Linked DNA regions of Gossypium arboreum: region 2 is linked to region 1. The links are chromatin contacts, called in public Hi-C maps. All regions are on one chromosome and are shown on one strand. The core of a region is the stretch at or near the end of the contact, and the rest is flanking DNA. Distances in the headings are between cores, read along the strand shown. Region 1 has its middle 17 kb from the start of LOC108460563. Region 2 holds the start of LOC108459991.

Region 1 (5,822 bases), core at 451-2,950:
TTAGAATTAGAGAACTAAATTGACAAATTTTGTAAATATTGAGAGCTAAATTTATTGATTTTTTTATTTATAATTCGGACTAAAATGACAAACTTTGTAAATGATGAAGGTAAATTTGTTGAATTTTTTATATATAGAATTAAAACGATAGAATGTGTAAATATTAGAGGGGCTAAATTTGTTATTAGGACAAGAAAAAAAGCCCACATCAACTTTCCGTCGCTCATCTAACGACAACTAGAATAAAATATTTAATTTTAAAAATTTTATTACTGAATTGAATGACCAATAATTGAATGATCATAATAGAAAAAAACATAATTGAGGAATTATTTTTATAATTTAATTTTTAAAAAACAAATTACAGAACCAACTTAAAGAATTTTTGTTGTTTTAATAACCCTTCTTTCTTCTTTTCTTTAACGTAAATTCTGATATTTGAACACATGAACAATATATTTTAGCTCAATAAAAGATTATTTTGCATTATTTATGTTGTGTTTTTTTGTTATTATACATTGTTACATCATCTCCTCGTTTAACAGTCAGCCACACATTTTCTGATTGCAAAGGAGGGATAATCCTACTCATATATTCAAAGCAATCTTGTATGGCTTGAGAAGCAAATCTGTATGTATAAATGTCCATTCTTGATATTTTTAGGGTCATAGACGAAATAATAAGTTGGACCCTTTCAAATATATATATATATATATATATAATAAAATACAATAAAAATTAAAAAATTTGTGGGTCTTAAGAGATAAAGCATTTATGGTGAAAAATTAAAAGTCTTAAATTTTTTTTTCGACATTAAAAGTTAAAAAAAAAATTTTAACCCCTTCCAACCTTTAACCCTAAACAATTGCACTTTCAAACAACCCTAGGACCAGGCTTATATATATATATATGAACCACTCATATATCTCCAAGAATATAAATATACACATACATAAAGATTATGGAGTGGTTTTAAAAGACAATAGTTGTTGGTGTTTGGAGTTTAGAGCAAATATTAATTGTACATTATGTGGGTTAGAGGTTTTCTTGGGTTGGATAGGACCGAGTTTAAGTATAGTATTAATATATTTTATATTTATTTAAGTTAAGTTTTACTCGGGTCGAAATATGGGTTTAAAATTTTATTTAAACTCGTTCTATATTTATAAATGGATAACCCAAACCCATTTTAGATCAGCTCATACTATATTTTTATTTTTAAAAATATATTTATATTATTTTAATTTTAATTTAATAATTATATATTTTAATTTATTAAAATTTAATATATAATCAATTTAATATTTTTTAATGTTTACATTATATTATTTTATGTTACTATAAATTTTATATTTAAATGTTATAAATTATAAAATATATAAAAATAACAAAATATAATATATTAGAAAATTAAAAAATTGAGTTGACCATACTTAATTCATATTTTAAACGAACATAATTTTTTTACTTAAATTTTTTAAAATTTAATATTTTTATCTAAATTTCTTTAAATTTGGAATAGACATATGGACGGACAAGTCTAGTAATCAATCACCCATAATATACTATTCCCCAATGAAAGGCTGTAACAAAATAGCACGCCAGTTGGGCTGTGGTCAATATACAAGGAACCAGTATAGGAATGGGGTATTAGAGTAGTGGACCACGGATCCATTAGGACAGGCCTAAATTGAGTCTAGCACACGATAGCTAAAAGCAGTGTGGTTACGTCATAGTCGATGAGTGGAATTTGGAAGTGGGGACTGGGGACCCCTTCAGTTTCTTAACTTTTGGTTCATGGATCAGAAGACAAGGTGACCAAAATTTAATTTTAAAATATATTTTAAATATAAATTCACCTTTTATTATTCATTTTGAATTTATTGAGTTATTAATTTTATGTGCATAGTATGAGATGGCATTACTCTTTAATTTATGGAATAAACTTTGGGTTAATATTTCATATACTAATAATATATTTTTTATTTCATAAGTAGTTTTAAAATTTTATTATGTATTTTTCTTTTTTAAATATTTATTTTTTAGTATTTTACTATACCCTTATTCTTATAAGACATATGTCAACCCACAAGGGAGGTGATAGAGACTCTAAATTCCCTAAAATAAAAATTTTCTATTTAGGTCCTTTATAATTTATACAATTTTAAATTAGTAATAGTAAAATTATCTTTTGGTCCCCAAAATAATAAATATTTGATTTAATCCTTTAAAATTATAAAGATGTAGAATATTAAAATAGCGAAATTGTATTTTTATTATCGTAAAAAATACATTTTAATTTCGTCCTCAAAAAAAAAAAATTTCTTGCTTCACCACTGTGGCAACCCTTTGACTCTACTTGTGGAGTCTAAAAACTCCATTGGTAGTGTATTAGATACTATTCTGTAAATGTTTTGCTTGTTTATTTTGAGCTTGTGAAGCTTGTTAAACAAATTTTACATAATTTATGATTTTTTTTTTGGTGTCGTAAATTTTATTTAGAGTGAGATTTGAATTTATGTCACCAACATTTTTAAATATTTTATTTACCACTTTAAGTAAAGCTTTAATTTTATGAATATTTTCTATTTGAGATTTATTTAGTCTTATTATTTTATATTTTTAAATATTTTATGGGGATCCACATACATCGTGTAAAACTAAAGTGATTTTACACATTTCAGTGTAAATTTTATAGATCTGTCATGTTTCATGCTACATTCATATTGATCATTTATGTTAAGTTTGGTATAAATAAAAATTTCTAACTATTTGCTTTATGTAAAAGAACCTTCAATTGTAAAATATATATTAATATAGACAATCGTTTAGATCGACATGATAAAGATATTGAATCGGCTCAAAATTTTACATGCATGACAAGTACAAATATCTTGCTAAATTCAATGGTTGGATTGTTAAAATATTGATTATAGAAAAATTACAAAAGAGTGTAAAACCATTTTAATTTTACACTGATGTAGATGGATCATTCCTATTCTTTTATATATATATATATATATATATATATATATATATATAATATTTTTAAAAATATAAATAAATTTAAAATAAAATAAATCAATACTGATACGTATCAATACTAATAAAAGAGAATACTTGACATGTACAATATTAACTACCTTGAACTAAATATGTTTAGATATGTGTAAGATTAATTTCGGTTCTTTTGATCATCAGTTTCAATTTTCAAATATGCTCTTAAAAGGAAAGGAAACAAAAACCTACGAAATGGCTACTGAAAAAATTGGGTAAGTTAGATTAGATATGATAGATGAATGAGTAATTAAGCTATATCATTAAATATTTGTTTTGTTATTTATATATAGAGCAATATATTTATTCAATTTGATCCTTATTATGATCTTTTATTGAAATAAATTGGAAAATTTTAAACTGATAAGACTAAAGGATTAAAAGGACCTTAATAAAAAATTTTAAAATTAATTAAACTCTTTTAAAATTTAAAATTATTAAAAATCATAAAATTTATAGAAAAGAATTATAAAAATTTTAAAATTTTATTAAAAATAACAATACTATCCCAGTAAAATTGAATTTTTAAAGAAAAATTGGGATTAGATTTAGAAAATCTTATAAACAGTAGATCAAAATTTTTATAATCCCAAATTTTAAATTTTTTGAAATATTTTTTATAATTTTATGATTTTTTAATTTTAAAATTTAAAAGAGCTTAATTGAATTTTTAATAATTTTAAAATTTGACTTTTAGCCTTATTAGTTTCAAATTTTTTAATTTACTTCAAATAACAGATCATAGTAGGGATCAAATTGAATAAATGTGTAGGGTTAAGTGCTAAATTTGTTATTATGCCTTATATATAAACACCAACACAAATATTTAATGATGTAATTTTAACTGTGTGGCTGTTTTATCCACTTATCTAAACGGAGCCTAATTTACTCATTTTTTTTCCAGTAAAGATACTAAAATATAATTCAAAATTAAGACATGCGATTTTATGATCAAATAAAGTGGGGTAGAGACTATTCTAATAAAGTCTTTTACTTGGTCGATTCTCTTTGTTTCACAGCGAGAAGGTTGAACTAATAGTCCTTAATGAGACTCATAGCTTATGATCTAATAAGTAATGTGTGTTGTGCCACTTTTGATGAGCCCCCCTATTCAAGTAGAGTAGTTAGAGGTCGCTTTTTAAGGATTGACTGGTAGAATTCGAGAGTATTTGTTATTTACAAGATGTAGCGCATGACCCTTTAATGCACTGCCTTGTAGAAATCAAAATGACTTTGTGTTACGGAAATATTACTTCATGTATTACTTTCGTTTCAAGAGTTCAACTTGTAAACCACTTTCGACTATGTACCACTTAGTGATCTAAATATAATTTCGAGTTTTTTTAAATAAATGGGGATTGTTGTATATAACTTATAATCATATATATTTATATTATATATATTATATAAAGTATTTTCAAATAAAATATATACTACTATTTTTATTATTTATAATATATATAACAAACATATATAATGAAAAAGAAAGAAAAAATGTAATATAAAATTGAAAAGATGTGTCTATGTGCAAATTTACATAACTTTTCATAAACTTTTCTAGAAGGAAAGATTATGTTTTTTTTTTCAAATAGGTACATAGATATATTTTGACACTTTATGTATAGACAACAAAAAATGAGAATTAAAATACGGAATTGAATTTCAAGAGAAGAACACTATTAAATTATTTTTTGTGCCTCTGGTTCTTCCATTCGAATAAACACATTGCATATTAAAAATATTATTTTTTGATCGTTCTGCATAAAAAAAATTTTCCTGAAAAAAAATTCTCTTTAAAAAGTATCGATTTCTGACCACTTTTACCTTTAACCAGCTGATGCTGCTGTTTGTTATCACCTTTGATAGAGCGGTGGAGAGTCACGGCCGCCTCCCACTTTCTATGGTCATAGGGAGCTGACAAGTGAGTTTGTTGAGCGCGGCCTGCACTCTTTCTGCACTCACTGTTTTACTTATACTCTTCATCTTTATTTATTTTAGGCTAATTATTTCGTTTATTCAAAGAAGCAGCTATTCGGCTTAAAAAGTGCACAAGCACTTAGGGTAGAAAAATCAAACCGGAATCATCTTTCTATCTAAAAAATACATACTTGTGGTAAAAAAAATGGTTGTATGAAATTGTGATTCTACATTACCTCTATCTCTTTCCTTTCTGATTTTTAGCTTTTTTCTACTTGGAGTTGATTTTTTTAAAGAAAGAAAAAGCTAAAAATCAAGAGAAAAAAATCTAATTTGTTATTCTCTTATTAGAAAGGGATAAGAATGATGTGAAATAACAGTTTTATGTAATCCCTTCTCCTCGGATATGTGTATGGTCCATGATCACCGCCTGCAAAAAATGGTGTTTAATCTAGCTAGCTAGCTAGAGGGTACTTGCCTTTGCACGTACGTACGATTATGTAGTGTAAAAGATAGTATTAATCTAAGATTTATGTGTTCATATACGGCTAATGAATTATGTGATGTGACTTCTGTCATTAAAATTTTAAGCAATGTGTGAGAGTGTGGCTTACTGTGAATATAGTATATTAAGTTATTGGTTGTATGGATAGGAAATATAAGAAATACACTTGTTGTTTGATGGATTGGTTGGAGATGGGAGCAAATGGCACATGTAGTGCGGCGTTAGGAATAATATTCAAGCTCAGTTCCTTAGGAGGTGAAAGGGTCAACTCCAAAGGAAGAAGAGTAGGCAACATATGTGTAAAGGGCCAGGGGTCCCTCCACCACAGAAAACGATCGGTCTG
Region 2 (5,549 bases), core at 2,914-5,413, 55 kb before region 1:
TTTAAATCGAATTAAAATTTTGTTCAACCCTAATCACCATAACCCTAATCACCATGACTGATGCCTAACTTTGCTCAGCCCGCCGCCACATCTGCTCAAGCTCTGACCCGGCGCCGTTCACACATCTTTACCATCGTCATTTTCCAACTAAAGCTCCATTAACACCAAATGGTAAAATAGCAAGCAATGTTGAGTCAATGCTTGAGCAGCAGCAGTTGCTTGAACGGAGCTCGACGGCGGTGATGGTGAACGACAATGGTGATGAAGCTAGGAGGAGAAGAAACAAGAAAGATTAAAAAGGAAAGAAATAAAATTGAAAAGGTTAATTAATTAATCCATTAAAGTTATTTATTTTTTAATTGATAAAAATTAAAAGAATTTAAATAAAATATTTTTAATACACATAGCACAATATGATTGGCGTTTTAATACATCATATATATTTTATGAATTATTTTATATATTCTTCTTAAATTTTTAGATTTAAAAATAAAATAAAATAAAATAAGATTGATAGTTATTGGACAATGGTAGGGATTCCAAAATTCCTACAGAAAAACCAACTTCTGCCATTCTCTTCTTGACACACTTTCAAGAAAATTAGGCTAAAAAACAAGTCAAGGTTTTATTAATTACTCAAAGGAATCATGTAAAGACATACGGTCAGAGGCTGGTAAACTCCTCCTCAACCAACCGCAAATGAAGAAAATTCAACCACAACTCCACTCATCCATTTTATTCATCTCCTCCCCTGCTTCAACATTGCAAATAGCAAACCCAAATTTCGTAATAATAAAGAAAAACAAAACGTAAAAGAACAAGCCAAGGCAGGCACTCAAATGGAATAGATTATACATTTTATCCACTCTCCACCTCACATGGGTGTACAATAACCTGACGTTTTATGTTCACTCCCATCATAACAACGGCCGCACCTCCCACAACCACATGATCCACCACCACCACCACAACCCTTGCACCAAAAGCTGCCGCACCCCTTACATAAAGACGAAAAAGAGCCTTTGCATCCTCCGCAAGAGGTGCTGTTGCACCCTCTGCAACTCCAGCTATTGTAGTATCCGTATCCGTATCCACCACTACCACTACAACCCCCACCACATGATTTGTTTCCGCAACCTATGCAACACCCTCCACAAGAAGAGCTTCCACACCCGCTGCATGACCAGGACGACCAGTTGCTGCATCCGCTACACGAAGAGCTACCGCAACCTTTACATGAAGCCTTGCTGCTGCTACAAGCACCACAATACCAGCTGATCCACCCATGACCTAAGCAGCTTTTGCACCCACTGCCCCCACAACCATTACAACACATTTTTTTCCCGCAATTCTCATTGCATGCCTTTGCCAGTGGGAGTGGAATATATATGGTCTGGTTGCATGGGCCTTCAGGATGCCACGTGTTGCATACCTTACAAAGTATCCATACTATTTTTGTCTCAGGTTCCTTCTTAGGGGGCTTATCTTTATCTTTTGTTTCAGTAGGTGCTTTCTTTTCAGGCGGTTTAATCTCAATGCTTTTGATGCAACTTCCGGCCTTGCTGCTTATCTTGGTCTTGATACACTGAGGATCGATGGAGACCACAGTGATGGTCACCGTATTTGCCTTCTCATCGTATTTCTGGTCTCTTATTTCTGTTCAACACCATTACATCACATTTAATCGGTTTTCATTTATGTTATATATATATTTGTTCATGCATATAATTTAGGCACAAATCATAATGAGAAAAGAAAAGATCGATCAAACTTGCCCGGATATTTGCAGAGCACTTTCTTGACCTTCTGATAGCAGCGGTAGCACTGAAGGTCAACTTTCAACACCATTGTTGTGCCCTACAACAGTGCTCTTATCAATCAATGTGATAGGTAAGAAAAGAAAAGAGCAATATATATATATATATTATCATACTACAGAAATTCCATCAAAATCATAGATAAAAAAGTGTATTTAAAAATAACATACAATGAATAATCAAATGTATTATTTACAATTAACTAATAAAAATATATGAAATATTTTTATATTAAAATGAAAAATTAAGATTAAATTGTGAGTAAAACGAAATTTAAATATATAAATATATCAAATTAAGAATACTATATGAATACAATTGTAAATATTATATTAAAATAAATAAAGAATAATAGTTTAAATATACGATTGTTATAGGTAATAAAATATGCATAAAAAATTAAAATACACAAATTATTTCAACTTAAAACTTTGTTTGAGCAATAAATGTCTTGGGTTCAAATTGTATCACATGTAATTTTTTTATTGTTCTTTTAAGTAAAAGAATAAAATATCCTCAAATAATATTATTTATTTTAATTATGAAAAGATATTTTTATAATTTTTTTAATAGAGTTAGTACCGAGTTGACTCGTGAAAACTACTCAGTTAAGTACTTAAATAATTTAAATTGTGATCTATTAACCGAGTGTTCACTTTATTCAGAAATAGCTCGGATTGATTCTGAGTTGTAAAAAGAAATAGATATATAGAAAGAGAGAATTAATGCAATGCCATCTCATAGAAAATGAATTTCTATTTTAGTACATAGAAATAACTGAATTCAATTCAACCCAGTATAGTGCTCCTAAACGTGGCAATGGAAATGGATTGTTCAGGACTTTGGATATCCTAGATATCCTCCGCTGTTATATTAGGGGGATTGAAGTCTGCGGCTCATGATTCACGATTTCTACCGCTTAAGCGAACGTATGTACATGCACATACATATATATATATATATATATATTACGTGTGTCACACGTGTATGTATATAGAAATAACATATTTAGAATACATATATTTTTTAAAATAACATACAAGAAATAATGAAATATAATATTTGAAACTAATAATAATAACAATAACAACACGTATACAATATGTTCAAAATTAAAATAAAAAGTTAATTTAAATTGTACGTAAAAAATTCAAATAAGTAAATATATCGACTAAGAATATTAAATGTAATCTAAATATTTATCATGATATTTTCATTTTTCTTGAGTTGGTCATGACACCAACTCATTCAATCAACGACATTATCAATATATACGAACAATGTGGGTAAAACAATTTGTGTAAAAAAATTAAAATGTATAAAAACATAAAAATAAAGCTTTGGTCAAAGTGGTGAAAAAATTATCGATGTTGGTAGCATGAGTTTAAATCTCAACTGTTTCAACATTTTTATTGATTTTTTAAATAAGAAGAAGACAAAAGTAAGCTCATAGTAATATAACTTATTTAAAATATAATTTTCTTGACTGAGTTAGTGTCGAGTTGACACCAACTCAGTCACACACTTAAATTAAAAATTAAAATTCTACCCCATATGTATATGCGTGAAACCAAGAATTTAAAACACGTGTTTAAAAAATAACATACAATAAATAATAAAATGTAAGGTTTGAAATTAATAATAGTAACACATATGTAATAAAATTTATTTTTAAAATAAAAAAATGACAAAAGCATTTTCGTAATAATAAAACTTATTTAAATTATTTAAAATTATTTTAAGAATTTTGTTGATGAAATTAATGTCGAGTTGATTTGTTACATTAGACTCATATACTTAGATAATAATATAAAAATAAGATAGATAGAAAATTGTACATATAATATTATATTTATATTAAAATAGGTATTACCATTCTTCCATTTATTTTCTGCAATGATATATATATGATACTAAGTATTGGCGAAGAATGTAAAAGTTAAGAGTGAGTTTGTATAGACGGTGTAATACGGTATGTTTAATTTATTTTTGTTTTATATTATATTGTCATTTTAATATTTAATTTTATTTTTATTATTATTATTATTTTTATACTAATCAAAAGTAAATACACAAACTCAACTCAAATAATGAATCTTTCGTTATTTTGGAAACATAAAATGTAGAGTTTATGAAGTTAACACATAAATATATAACATATCAGATTAGCTAATCCGTAAATAACAGACAGCACATATGACATAGTAATATTAAAGAAAATAAATAAATGGTGAAATAATGCCACACCTCTGCCATAGCAGTGGATGATAGAACCAAGTGAAACAGACAAAGAGATAAAAATCAAGAGATGGGTGTCCTCCTTACACTTCTATATCAACCTAAGCGGCTAAATTGCGTCTTAAATAGGGCGAAAGACTTTGACTCCATGCACTCTCGACCACCAATCGTATCCATCCGACACAGAATGTTTTTCTTATCACGAGTCACGACCAAGATTGTCGTCATATGTGTTATTGAATGATTGACACATGGTACCTTTCATAAATTGATGATGGCAAATTTTTTAAATTATCACCACCAAGGAACTTAACTTTGATTGGACGTAGAAGCATCCAAACAACAACCTCGTTCTGGTATGAAAAAGATATATCATCCTCCCCAACTACGTTATTTTGTTATTTGATATTCGAGCTGTTGTGGCTGACACATCCATGGCATTAATTATATAGATTTTAATCTCCGGTCCCGGATTTATGCTCTCTTTCTTGGACCCATCCTCATTTCTAGGCTTTATATTATATTGGCATGAGATGCCTGGTATCCAATAGTCAACTTAGAAAAAAGACATTGTATCCCAACTACATTTAGAGTTGAGTTACGACTGGCTCTTTAACGAGAATGCTTATCAACATTGGTACTCTTTTAGCTTTGTATCTCAAGTAACTAAAAGGATTTATATTTGAAACATTATCTTTGTATTAATATTACGTTAGTTGGAGTATTATTTTTATGCATGTTTTAATATATAAGTTAATAATAAACTAATCAAATTGGTAATATTTAACCATTCTCGTTATTTATTTTTAGTAAAGAGGAGAAAAAAATTCCTTTTTTTTTTTACAAGAGTTTTTACTCATCTTTCTAATATTAAGTTTAAATTTGTACTAATTATTTTTTATTTTATGTCTAACTATTTCCCTATGTTATTACATTAGCAGCCATACGAGTTTTTAGTTAGGTATGAGAATGGAGTGTATTGGGATGGATGTTGGTAAATCCACTATTGCTGCATCGTTTGCATGCTCTATATTATCATCCGTTTTGCTCCATTATAGATGTGTAATCTTAAAAACTACTACCAATTTCATGGATGTTGGAAACATCCATTCCCACCCTTGTCTCACCTCAATTTAATTTTTGCTAGTTATTTATAATATCTTTAATTTTTAAAAAAAATCAAATATTTAAGCATAATTCTTCAAAACAAAAATTTCTAAAATTCTCATTTTGATTTTTAGTTTTGAGATATATGGGTAAGGAAGAAAGCAAAAGAATTTAGGTTTTTTTTTATATAATTCATTATTACACTTTTACACTTTTAAATTTGAATAATATAATTTTTGGCCTATAAACTTGGCATCTAGATACATTTTGATATTTTTATTTTTATTTTTGGTTCACTTTGATACCTAAACTTGCAACTAGAATCATTTTGGTCCCTGAACTTGAATTTCGTCAAGATTTGATGATATGATCAATTTTCTTGGAATA

The links. Hi-C and Micro-C count contacts between places; a contact is called where the count stands out from the background.
Region 2: a Hi-C map of leaf shows a contact between it and region 1, with 3 times the contacts expected there. The contact joins the promoter of LOC108459991 here to the enhancer-like site in region 1. A contact is called at or near these places in 3 of 5 Hi-C or Micro-C datasets (all in leaf).

Annotation. Positions count from the first base shown.
Region 1 is chr6:10,918,444-10,924,265 of ASM2569848v2, reverse strand. No RefSeq gene overlaps it. Among protein-coding and RNA genes, the nearest start is that of LOC108460563, 17 kb to the right of the region's middle. Within about 2 kb of position 1,700, at least 1 of the 2 cell types and tissues checked has an H3K27ac peak or open chromatin away from gene starts, as enhancers often do. A contact at or near this core is called in leaf, where this site is marked.
Region 2 is chr6:10,975,774-10,981,322 of ASM2569848v2, reverse strand. LOC108459991 reads right to left here and starts at 4,163. Exons shown (of 3, transcript XM_017759376.2): 1 at 4,065-4,163; 2 at 1,776-1,857; 3 at 565-1,656. The coding sequence starts at 4,073. The coding sequence ends at 875.